Regions from separate parts of the Sus scrofa genome. Here region 1 is linked to region 2. A link is a contact called in public HiChIP or PLAC-seq data. All regions are on one chromosome and are shown on one strand. The core of a region is the stretch at or near the end of the contact, and the rest is flanking DNA. Distances in the headings are between cores, read along the strand shown.

The links. HiChIP or PLAC-seq counts read pairs in DNA pulled down with a chosen protein or histone mark.
Region 1: a contact with region 2 is called in an H3K27ac HiChIP or PLAC-seq map of alveolar macrophages. The contact joins two enhancer-like sites. A contact is called at or near these places in 2 of 2 datasets of contacts at active chromatin or transcription factors (alveolar macrophages and skeletal muscle).

The regions. Positions count from the first base shown.
Region 1 is chr14:74,666,647-74,672,564 of Sscrofa11.1, reverse strand. All of the region lies in intron 38 of CDH23 (cadherin-23), which reads right to left. It overlaps VSIR (V-type immunoglobulin domain-containing suppressor of T-cell activation), which reads left to right. Exons shown (of 7, transcript XM_005671045.3): 5 at 2,389-2,416; 6 at 3,849-4,045; 7 at 4,226-5,484. The coding sequence ends at 4,263. Among named protein-coding and RNA genes, the nearest start is that of VSIR, 24 kb to the left of the region's middle. Within about 2 kb of position 1,709, at least 21 of the 83 cell types and tissues checked have an H3K27ac peak or open chromatin away from gene starts, as enhancers often do. A contact at or near this core is called in alveolar macrophages and skeletal muscle, where this site is marked.
Region 2 is chr14:74,239,876-74,246,398 of Sscrofa11.1, reverse strand. All of the region lies in intron 2 of SLC29A3 (equilibrative nucleoside transporter 3), which reads right to left. Among named protein-coding and RNA genes, the nearest start is that of SLC29A3, 20 kb to the right of the region's middle. Within about 2 kb of position 5,063, at least 18 of the 83 cell types and tissues checked have an H3K27ac peak or open chromatin away from gene starts, as enhancers often do. A contact at or near this core is called in alveolar macrophages and skeletal muscle, where this site is marked.

The DNA of each region.
Region 1 (5,918 bases), core at 460-2,959, 430 kb before region 2:
CTCATAGGGTCCCCAGGGATTGAGCCAAGGCTGGTGCCATATCCCAGGATGGAAGAAGGAAAATCAGAGAGCAGTCATCTCCAGGCCAGACCACTGTGGGGGGTGGCCTGAGGACATGGGGAGCCTGGGGTTTGGGCCCCAGTATCTCCCACTCCCCACACTGGGACACCTGCAGTTTAGGGCCTCCCAGAGGAAGGGACAGGTGAGCTGGTTGCTGATGGGCTTCAGTGAAGGAAGACTCTGGGGGGTGGGGAGGGCAGTGGGGGCCTGGGCTGTGCCATGATCAATGTTGAGGTGTCCGCTGAAATTCTAAACAATCCCCTTTTCTGTGATGGGCAGCTGCTTCATTGCACCTTATCCCCAGATATATTCTATGCAGTAGCAGGAAGGTATCAATAATTTATCTTCTAATAAAAGTATTCTTGAGGCCAGTCCCCTGCCCCTTCCAAAAAGAAAGAAAAGGAAAGAAAAGAAAAAAAAATGACCTGTTGCAGGCTCAGAGACAGACACAAGAGATGCCAGAGGGGACCACCCCAGAGAAACCAAGTGTGAAATGGAGAGGAAGTGTGGATTTGGGTCGCTGTTCCTTTTTTTTTTTTTTTTTTTGTCTTTTTGTCTTTTTAGGGCTGTACCTGCGACATATAGAGGTTCCTAGGCTAGGAGCCTAATCGGAGCTATAGCTGCTGGCCACAGCCACAGCCACAGCCACAGCCACACCAGATCTGAGCCATGTCTGTGACCTACACTGCAGCTCACAGCAACACCATATCCTTAACCCACTGAGCAAGACCAGGGATTGAACCCTCAACCTCGTGGTTCCTAGTCGGATTTGTTTCTGCTGCACCACGATGGGAACTCCTGGGTCACTTTTCTTGACCTAGATGCTAGAGAAGCAGCTGCTGGTTATGGGAACAGAAGTCCCTGCGAAATCCCAGGAGTCAGGCCACAGGGCAGAGGTTGAGTGACCTGGAGTGGGATGGCACATCAGGGATGGAGGGGATGGGGAGTACGTGTGGCACGCTCTGGGCAGGAAGCTGGCACTGAGCCTGGCATGGAGGGCATGCTCGGGAATGAGCCACACTCAGGAAAAAAGAAAGAGAAAGGGCTAGGAGCTCTGAGCAAGGCTGTGTGCTGCGGAAGCCAGTGAGCATGGCAGCTGCTCTAGAGTCAGACACGCGTTATCCCAGGGCGGCGGAGAGGATGAGCTGAGGGAACGCCGAGACCCACACGGAGCCAGATACAGAGCTGCCCAGTAAACAAGGAGCCATGATTCCGATGCCTCAGAGATTTCAGGAACTTGTGTGCAACTTCCCCGTGGGTGTTCTGTTGTTGTGTCCCTCCCCCACCTTTTGTTTCCCCATCGTAATCGGCAGCGAAGCTCTTACAAAACGAGAAGGATCTGTGGGAGTATGTGGGGAACAGCGAGAAAGAAGGAAGTTGGGGTCATTGCATCTGGTTGGTGGCCAGTTTGGGTGGGTGGGGAACCCCCAAAGTGGGGCAGGGTGACAGCAGCTTGGATGTGGAGTAGAAAGGAGTAGTCTAGCTGAGAAGGGATGGGGATCTCGAGCCCCCCTAAGGTTCATCTAAGAGATGCTGCCTCGAAAGATGCCCTATTAGGCAAGGTGGAGGATGGGACAGAGAGAACCAGGAACTCTAATTACGAACTGAGCTTGCAACACCTCCGCTCAGCAAATCGTGGCTGATGCCCAGAACGTGACAAATGTCCAAACAGGAAAGAGCAACTCAGGAGCCAGGTCTTTGGTTGGCCCTGAATGTCTAACATCATCAAAGTGAAGTCATAGGAGAAATCACTGGCTGCCTTTGGTCCCCTGGTGAACAAATATTGTCCTATATATTTGTAAAAGGGAGCCCGAATTTCATTTATCACTGGACAAAATGGGCCACTCACTGAGGCCTCACCTGCTAGGCAGAGCACTGAGTGAAGAGAGGTGGGGTGAGGGCTGAGCACAGTCCTGCCTGGGCTTGCTCCTGTTCCCCAAGGGGCATTGCCAGCCAGGGCAGAGATGCTCTCTGGAGGAGCTTTCCCCCCCTTTTTTTTTTTTTTTTTGTCTTTTGTCTTTTTTTGTTGTTGTTGTTATTGTTGCTATTTCTTGGGCCGCTCCCGCGGCATATGGAGGTTCCCAGGCTAGGGGTTGAATCGGAGCTGTAGCCACCGGCCTACGCCAGAGCCACAGCAACGCGGGATCTGAGCCGCGTCTGCAACCTACACCACAGCTCGCGGCAACGCCGGATCGTCAACCCACTGAGCAAGGGCAGGGACCGAACCCGCAACCTCATGGTTCCTAGTCGGATTCGTTAACCACTGCGCCACGACGGGAACTCCGGGCTTTCCCTTTCTGACCGCCTTCTCTTTCTGTCTGTCCCTAGGTGCCCAGGAGCTGGTGCGGATGGACAGGTAAGGCCCATGGAGACCTTCCCGAGAACACGTCCCGCAGTCTCTCCCCATCCTGACTCAAAGCTTGGCAGGCTCTCTGTCCTCCTGCTTCTCCCTGGGCCATTTCTTCTTCTTCTTCTTTTTTTTTTTTTAGGGCCACACCCGTGGCACATGGAGGTTCCCAGGCTAGGGGTCGGATTGGAGCTGTAGCTGACCTACGCCACAGCCACAGCCACACCAGATCTGAGCTGCCTCTGCGACCTACACCACAGCTCCTGGCAACGCTAGATCCTTAACCCACTGAGCGAGGCTAGGGATCGAACCCTCAAGCTCATGGAGGCTAGTTAGTACATAAGGAGGTGGGGGGGAACTTTCCACTGGGACAGACCAGCTCTTTCCCCCTGTCCTCTCTGGTCACAGCTTATACCATGACAGGGCTGAGAAAACAGACAAGGCCTTCCTGGGCCCCCCTGTGCCCTGGGCCAGCTGTCAGGAAGGAAATACTTCTGTGCAGTAGGGCCCTTGTTTTGCTGCCTGGCACAGCTGGTTAGAAGAGCATCTGCCATCTGTCACTGAGGGCTACACATCTGTGCTGATTGGCTGTGCTCCCTGCCAACCCTCAGCCAGGAGGCTGAGCTCCAACTTGGATGGGCGATGCACCCACCTTTGGGCCTCAGTGGTCAGCCGGGTAGCAGTGGGGAGAGGAAGCAGCTGAGCCCGGGGCAGACACTGAAACATGCAAAGGAGGCCAGTGCACCTGGAGCTGTGGCTCCTCCTTGCAGGGCACCCCAAGGAGAAAGCTGTCGGGCCACCACAGGCCTCAAGGGCAGAGGCTGACCAGGCTCAGAGGAGGGTGGCAGGGCAGGGGTGCAGAGGCTGGGGAGTGTGTGTGGTGCGCTCCGGGCAGGAAGCTGGCCCCCAGCCTGGCATGGAGGTCATGTTCAGGAGTGAGCCACACTCAGGAACTTGGCCCCGGTACCAGCAACACCAAATCGAAAGCTCCTCCGGGTGTTTGAAAGGGGTGATTTTTCAGACAGGTCACAGGAAGTTCTGCTAGTGATCCTGCTAGAATCTCAGAGTTGGTGAGATCCTCAGAGGTTGTCCCTCTCCAGAGCAGGAAATGGGGAGGAGAATGCCTCCCTTCAGCTCAAGGCATTCAATCCTAATGCCATGAACTCTACTGACCAAAGAGAGACTTGTCCCTGGATTCCTGCAGCCAGGGTCCTGGAGGGCCTCCGCCCTGGGCTTCCTGCTTGGGCCTGGGGCGATGGTGTGGCTGGGGTCAGCTGCTCTTAGCTCAGGGCCAGCGGGAGAGTGCAGCCCTGGATCCTCCCTTCCTGCTGGGAAAGGCTGCTGAGGCCTGGCGGGGGAAAGGAGCGGCGAAGTGGGGCAGGTGCAGAGGGCGGAGGCTTCGCCTTGGCAGCACAGCTGACCTTCGGTTCTGATTCTCCAGCAGCAACGTTCAAGGAATTGAAAACCCGGGCTTTGAGAACTCTCCACCCTCCCAGGGGATGGTGGAGGCCAAACCCAGGCCTCCCCTGTCCTATGTGGCCCAGCGGCAGCCTTCTGAGTCTGGGCGGCACCTGCTCTCTGAGCCCAACACTCCTCTGTCTCCACAAGGCCCCGGCGATGTCTTCTTCCCCTCCCTAGGTGAGAGCTTCTCTTTTCCCGCACAGTGCTACAGCCTGTAAGGTCATGACCTCTCCATGGCCTGCCAAGCATCAGTGTCACTCCCCGTCCTCCCTGGGGAGTCACAGCCTCAGGGTGTGGGGTTGGGGGATGAAGGACAGAGCCACGCCCCCTTCACTCTGCTTCTCCTTTCTTTTGCAGACCCTGTCCCCGACTCCCCAAACTCCGAGGCCGTCTAGACCAGCTGGGTGCCAGTAGGCAGCTGTGGCTGGGCCTGGGGCAGGTGCATTTGAGCCAGGGCTGGCCCTCTGAGTGGTCCCTTGGCCTTGGCCCCATTTCCTGCCTCCTGCTCCAAGCCCAGATTCTTTGAGGTCCCCCTGATGGTCTGACCTTCGACCCCTCGTGGCAGAAGGGAGAAGGTACTGGATCACTCAATCCCTGTCTCAAAGACAGTCAGGTGCTGGGAACCCACCCCAGAGGCCTGAAATTCACCAGCTACTGATGCCAAATGACCTACATCCCAGAAGCCTCAGAACTGCCAGCTTCGTGGCAGCCTCTCTCCCTGGGACATGAGCCTTGGGACCTGTCGGTGCAGGTGGGCACTGGACATGCCTCTCAGCGCCCCCCTCCGGGCATGAGACACAAGACACGCTGTGGAGAGACTCCTCCCCACTGTGATGACCCAGCTCCCCCATCTCACCTGAGGCTGCTCATCTGTCAGACTCACTCTTTGTACCCAGGGGGCTCCGGGGCTGGGCCTGCCTGGCCCTGGGCCACGGGGGCCTTTCCTGGCTACCTCCCAGCAGCAAACTCACTGAGGAGCTGTCAACAGGTTAAGCAAATCTGGGGCTGCCACTGCCTATACTCTGGTTCCCACAGTTCATTGGCCAGAGGTCCCCAAACGGGAAGTATACACTGGGGCACGGTGGCCACTGTGAGCCAACTGGCCTCTTGAGCAATGCGAATGAGGCCAGAGATTGCACTACCCACCACAGATGGGGGTGGGGGTGGGGAGCCGGCGGGGCCTGCTGGGAAGGTGAGAGGGCTCCCCCGCCCCTGAACCATGTGGTCAAGGAGATAGTGACCACATAATGTATTGCCCAAACTGTGACACTTTTGAGTCTGAAGAAGGGGTGCTATTAAAAACTACATGGGCAACAGTGCGAACAAACCCCGTGGACAGATGCTAAGAGCTGGGTTTAAACCCCGACTCTGCTTCCGAGGGGCCTGAAGCCCAGGGATCCCTCCCTGCCCCATTCTGTTCCATTCCGTCTGTGCTGAGCCTTCACTGCAGAGCGACCCTATCAGGTGGGAGGAGCGGGCATGTCCATGGAAAGGCTTGTGCCCTCTGCTCTGGACCCTCTGCTCCCATCTCCTGCTTCAGGGCCTGACCCGGGTTTGTTTTTCTACACGTACACGAGGGGCGTCCTTGGTGGAATTAAAAAGTTTTAATGGATGGAGAGGAGTGGGGAGGGGTCTCTGTTCACTGGGGGCGGGGGGTGAAAACGGAAGGTGGGGCCTGAGAGGCGGAGAGGCGAGTTTGAGCTGCCCCAAGTTCCTGGGCACTGCGCTATGGAGGGTATCGTTTCAACTGGACCTTCGTCTGCCAGCAGCCTATGCTGGCTCAGCCTGGGTGCCCAGAGCCAGGACTCCAGGCCAGGATGAGGGTCCAGCAGGCAAGCAGAAGCCTGCCTGGCCTGGAGGGGCCAGGAGTCGCGGAGGGAGAAAGCAGCAGCTGTAGGCGCTCCAGCAGCAGTGAGCCCAGGGCCTGCCGCTGCAGGACCCTGGATGCACGACGTAGCCTGCTAAAGCTCCCATCTCAGGCCCAGAGCCCTAGGCTCATACGGGCCTCCAGCCATGCCTGGGGGCCCTGATGAAAGGGTGAACTGGGGCC
Region 2 (6,523 bases), core at 3,814-6,313:
TGTAGGTGGCAGATGCAGCTCAGATCTGGCGTTGCTGTGGCTGTGGTGTAGGCCGGCAGCTGTAGCTCCGCTTGGATTCCTAGCCTGGGACCCTCCAAATGCTGCGGGTGTGGCCCTAAAAAGACAAAAGAAAAAAAAAACTGTAATTCCTGATGCAAACATGTGGTAGTTTTTATTTGCTGCTTTTGCCTGCAAGTAGAGTTCTAGCAAAAGGAGGTGTGGTGGGCAGGCTCTTAGAGGGGCCCCCCTGATGCCAGCTCCGTGTTCACGTCCTTGTAGGATCCCCTCTGCTGAATGCGGGTGGGACCTGCCTGGACTTGCTTTTAACCAAGAGAACACGATGAAGGCCACAGGTATACCTGGTGATGTGGATGGGACTATGTTGCATGAGATGGTGGCACTCATCTTGCTGGACTCTTTCCCTCCCTTGATGACTCAGAGGAGGCAGGCGGCCAGGCTGAGGAACCCCACAAGGCAAGGACTGCAGATGACCCCTAGTCGCTGAGAGTGGCTTCTGGCCGACACCCAACCAAAAACAGAAGCTCTCAGTTCTACAACTGCAATGAACTGAGTTCTGCCAATAACTCAAGTAAGCCTGGAAGTAATGCTTCTAGAGTCGAACCTCCAGGGACTCTGAGCCAAGGACTGGGCTAGGCTGTGCCCAGACCCTTGCCCTACAGATACTGTGAGATAATAACCGCATGTTGTTTTAAGCCACTGTGTTTGTCATAGTATGTTATGCAGCAACAGATTCCTAATTGAGGGTTTGGGATGGATAGCTGGGTTCCCACTCTGCAGGGTTTTTCTGAATATCACAGTTTTCCTATTGGAATTTAAATTCAGTTCCTTGCTAAAAGCAGAAACAACTATGATTTCATTCACCTTCTTGCCACACGTGAAGACCAACGTGCCTGCCCACTAGGAGAGTGAAGGTCATGCTAACGGACCACATAAGCTAGCCTGAGCCTTTCCTCTCCAAATCCTTTACTGAAATTAGGATCGTTTTTTTGCAAGAACTGCTAGAAACCGGATTTCATTTACGTGCCACCCCAGATGTACTCAGCTCATCTGTCTCCAGGCCACTGCCTTGCTATTTGGTCCCACGTGCTCATATAGCCACTGGACTGCTGCCACCAGCAGGGGAGCCAACTGCCTAGGCAAGACCCCTGCACCTGTGCATTGCCTGGGCTGTACCCACAGAGACTCCTGCTCCCTGGGTGGCTGTAGGTGGGGCCGGGTGAACCCCATGAGGCAGGGTTCAGCCAATGAGAGGGGGGAGGTGGGAAGGAGACTAGAGACTCACTGCCTCTTGCCTTTCCTCTCCCCTGACATCTGTCCTGAAATGTGGTGGCTCCATGTGGCTTCTCTGGAGACATCCCGTGCACCTGAGCAAGCAGCTGTGTTTTGTGGCAACGCGGTGGCTGGCGCAGGAACACCACAGTCCGTGTCTGCTCTCTTCCATCCCCGTCTCACTTCCCTTTCCCTCCCTCTTGTTCCCTAGAACCGTGCTTCCCGACAGAGGATGGCATGGAAGGTGCTACCTCAGGCGCCTTTCTAAGAAACATCCAACAGGGAAGGCTCTATGTCCAGTTCTCGACCGTGCACCTGGCAGGCTTGCAGCTGCCCTCCCCTTCCTGGGTTCATGGTCTCATTTGCTTCCCCGGCCTGTGGGGGCTACCTTCTCATATTTTACTCAAGGAAAGGTGAAGACATCAGAATACTGGTTCAAACACATGGTGACGGGAACGGTAACAGCGCTGCCCCCTCCAAAGCAATCGGAAATCTCCATCCCATAGGGTGATATTATGTGAAGCAATGCTTTGGGCGAATTCATACCAGAGTTCACCTCCACTTGGGCCTCCTTCCGAGAGCTCCCTCTGAGGCTCTGTCCCTATTTATGCCACCAGCACCTGCAATGCAGCGGAGAAACATGGCCTCTGCCTCCGGAAGGGAACCCAAGGACCCTGAGGACTCTGGCTATGCAGTGGAGGAATGAGAAGACCCCCAGGGCACTGGCCCTGGGCCCCCTCATGTGACAGAAGAGGCTGGGTTTTGCACAACCCCAGGGGGCACCAGTTGTGCGGATTGTGATATGAAAGGAATTCCTCAGAATTGTGCGACATGGCAGCCCTGTTCACAAAGCTCATAGAAACCCTGTGGTCCTGGGGATCCGTTTGGGGCTGGTGTAACTGCAGGTGGGAGACCATGTGTGACTCAGGAGGAGGGCAGGGCAGGACTTTATGAGACAGGAAGCCTTCCCCCGTAGGCGGGAGACCCAGAGGTTTACAGTCCCATGGCTCTCAGCCCAGCTGGGTGGCTACTCTCCATCCCGATCAGCGTCCCTTCCTGTTGTACCTATTCCTTTGTTGACTGAAGACATGGCAAGCCCCAGCACACCCAACACCGTACTGGTGGCTTGGTGTGTAAAACAGAAAAGACAAGGGCGCCTGATCTCCCCAGGGAGCGTGTAGTCCGGTGCAATCCTACAGTTGCAGAACGATGGGTATGAGGGACGGGGAGTGGGGAGAAGGAGGGTGTACGGGGCCAGGGGCTTCCCTTGGACTGCACCCTGAAAGATGGGGGGGGTTGCCAGACAGATATGGGCAGGTGGGGGCACTGGTGAAGGGAAACGGCATTCCAAGAGGTGGGAACAGCACATGCAAAGGCAGGGAGCGATCTTTCTTTGCCACGCAGGACTCTAACCCGAGTTCATTTGTTGGAACAGACCCCCACACACACACCCCGAGGGTTTCCTCAGCATCACAGGAAGCTGCTGAGCTGAGACAGAACAACACCGTGTGGTCCATTTAATCTGGGCACTCTGGCAGAGGGGCAGGAATGCAGCCATGGCACCCACCCCTCCCCCTCGGGGTGCGAATGAGAGAGTGGCCCCCATCGGTCACGTTGTGAATTCTCCGACCCAATATGAGGCCCAGTACCGAAGAACAGAGGAGAAAACGTCTGCTCCTTGAGAGTCTAATCTAATGCCCCTGCCCCCTCACTATCTCCCCTGCACTCTGCAGTTACCTAGGGCTCAGCCTCTGGCACCAGGAACATCAAAGGTCATCTTTGGCACCTGCCGGGTCACTCAAGTACAGATGTGGAAGCCAAGCAGAGTACCAGGTGATTGACATTTGAAAAAAACTACCTACATGTGGCCTGCCCATCCTAGTCCATTTGCTCTTAGGACAGCCTATAAGAGCAAGGCTGGGATTGCTCCCATTTTCCAGATGAGAGGCCTGAGACTAACAGGTGGATGCATGGCAGAGAGATGCACACTTGGAGAGAGCTGGTGGCAAGATTTTCTGACACAGGGGTGGGATGGGAGATCGTTATCTTCACAAACCTAAGAGCCACTGGGGCTCAGGCTACCTGCCTCTGAGTCACACAAACCTAAACACATCACTGGGACTGCGGTGTGTCACCGGCGGCTCCAGCGGCCAGGTCTGGCGGCCCATATGGCTTCCCAGGTGTGAGTAGGGACCAGCCCACGGGATCAGAGGTTCCACTGGGGTGGCATCCTCCTCTGCCCCAGCCGGCACATGACAGGCCTTGATTTCCCTCCTCTCCCTGTTAACCATCTCTTCTCCTTGAACCCCATGGTCCACTCCCTTGGGCATTTCTTCAGGTCTGTGGGTCTGAGTAGTGTTAAAAAAGGGGGAAAAAAAAAAAAAGATTAAGAGAAAAGCTCACACCACTGTCAGCCACCGAAATGGATGGACACGGTCTACTGATAAGCACAGATCGTGTGAAGGAGGACATTAGAGCTGGGAAGCACTGGGCAGGCTTCCAGCTTCTCTCCTCGGGGTGTAAACCGCAGCAGGACACCCCAGGACGGGTGGGGGCGGGGATCAAAACCCAGACAGTGGACAGAAGCTGGCGGTGGTGGGAGGGGGGCACCCCCCGGTGTCTTTGACCCCCAGGGAGCAGGTTGGGGTGGGGGGCCCTCTGGCCAGGGTACAGGAATCCATCCACTTGTGAAGAAGATGAGGAAACGCATTTTCATCTGTGACGCTCGGGCCCAGCCTGTGAACACCAGGGGGCGGGAGAGACGCTCTTCAAACACAATCTAAAAACCCACCAGAGCCAGCTGGCCAGATGTGAGGCCCATTTTACGACGGAGAACATTGCCTCTCTCCACCACGCTGAGAGGCGCCGCGCCAAGCATCTCTTCTGGAAGATTTTAATTCTGGGCTTAGAGTCCAGGTAAAGAGGTTTCTTCGTGCAGGGAGGCCCCCAAAATGAGCCCGTTTATCTCTGGCAGGCCCTGGGTAAGTTTCCTCTCTCCCAGTGCCATTTGGGCACTTTCAAATAAGTGCAGCAAATTAGTCACGAGTTGAGGCCGGCTAGCTCGGGGCCGGCCACCTGGCGGTTTGGAGAGGCAGCTTTGTGCGGCCCCCACCTCCAGAGCTCGGCAGCAGAGGCCGCTGGGCTCCTGCGGGGCGAGAAAAAGCGATTCAAGCCTGGGGGTGGCAGCTCAAGGCAGCAAAGCGTTACCTGGATCACAGGGGCATGAAATTAGCAGCAGCGAGCAGCCTGGAACCGAGAATAGCTTGCCATTGCAAACTTGCTGCCTTCGGACGGCCGAGAGCCAAGTTCTGATTCTGGACGTTGCAGAGGAGGCATCCAGGCTTTGGCCACAGTTGTTCCCAGGCAGGCCAAGAAGTGAGCAGAGGGCAGGTGTCCCCATAAGGGGTGCAGCTAGCGTCTGCCTGCGGGTTCCAAGGCCCCCTGTTTGGGACACTGGCCCAGGGAAAGCTAAGGGGTGTGTTGGCCTCGGGCCCGGGGAAGCAGGGAGGGCTGGCTGGGCAGGGAGGGAGGAGCAGTGCCTATTCCAGGGGTCAGACAGGGAGGGGCAACAGGGGCCCAGATCCACCAAGGTGGGGTGCGGTAGCCAGGGGCCCAAGGGCAGAACAAAGCTGGGGTCAGATTCAGGTAAGGCCCGGAAAGATGACGTAGCCACACTAAAGAAAGAAGCCCCCATCAGATCTTCGCGTGCTGCTCTAACATCAGCCGGACACTTGGCCTGGGCTTGGCCTCTCAGGCTTGGCCCCAGACTCCCCGGGGCCACTGTAAATCTTGCTCTTTAATAGCCTGGAATCCCCACCATCACCACCACCCCTAAGGCCTGCAATTTTTTTTTTTTTCAAAATTCCTTTGGAAGCTCTGCCAGAAGATAAGCATAATTCCTGAGGTTTTCTAGAATGAGCCTCCCCCTTCTCTCCCCCCAGCGTAAAGCTTTCCAGGCCAAGAGAGGCTCTTCCTCCTGCCAAAGCCGACTTCTGGAAGGCCTCCACCATGAGTCCTCAGCTTCCTTGTTTGCATCTTCTCTCTCTCCGTCACTTCTGCTTCTTCCTTCTCTTTTGCTTAGAGGCTCACTGAGGTCTCCGCTGGGCTAAGAAAAAACCCTCTTTGACTTCACTGTGTCTTGCCACCAGGCCCCTCCTGCCTTTTACTCCTAACCCCCCACAAAGGCAGTTCACGCCCTCACCTGCTCCTAGGCTGCTCTGGGGAAAGTCTCCTTCAAAGGGTCCTCTTCACAGTCCACCCATGACCCAAGGCCTGGTCTGAACCCTCAGGCTCCTGACACCACATGTCACCCACTGCAATGGGCTGAAGAGTGCCCACCAAATTCCCATTGACCCAGAACCTCAGATGTGGCCCCATTTGGAAACAGGGTCTTTGCAGGTATAAGTAGCTGAGATGAGGTCATATTGGCTCAGAGAGAGCCCTAAAGCCAAGGACAGATGTCCTTACAGGGAGAGGGATGGCAGGCACACAGGGAGGGCGTCCAGCGAACAGAGGCAGAGAGCAGAGTCGTGCTGTCCCCAGCCAAGGAAGGCCCAGGCTCACTGGGAGCCCCCAGGCCCTGGAAGAAGCAGAGCGAGATTCTTCCTAGAGTCTTCAGGGGGAGCCCGGGCCTGCTGGTCCCTTGATTTTGGTCTTCTAGCCTCCAGAACTGTGAGAATAAAATGCCTGCTGTGCTAAGCCACCGAGTTGTGGTACTTTGCTACGGGACAACCACAGGAACCCCTCACATGCTCCCTCCAGCGCTGCCCACCTGGACACACAGGCCACCCCCCACCCCCTCCTCAACAGCTCAGTAGCCCCTGCTCCCTCTGCCACCGGAGGGCCCTCATTATGTTCCTCCCTCCTGTGCTGCAACCCTGCCCCTGGAGTTCATCTCCCCTGCGGCCCCCACACCTGCATCAGTCCCCGCCTCCAGAACACTCTTCACTGCCTGCCAGCCAACCTGCCTGGGTGGCCTGCTGAGCCCAGGCTCTAAGCTCCCACATCACAGGCCTTTAAGGGAAACCCCAAGCCATCCCTGCCCCCTGAGGCCCCATGGCTCCTCCTTCCCTCGGTGTCCTCTCCTCGCTTCAGTTTCCTTGGTTTCCTTTTCACCTGCAAAATTTCTTTGGTTTCCCTTTCACCGTCACCCCAGCTCAGTGGTTTGCCAGCCCGTGTCCCTGTCATCTGTGACTCACATTCACTCCCCTGGGTCCCAACTCCCCCGACGGAG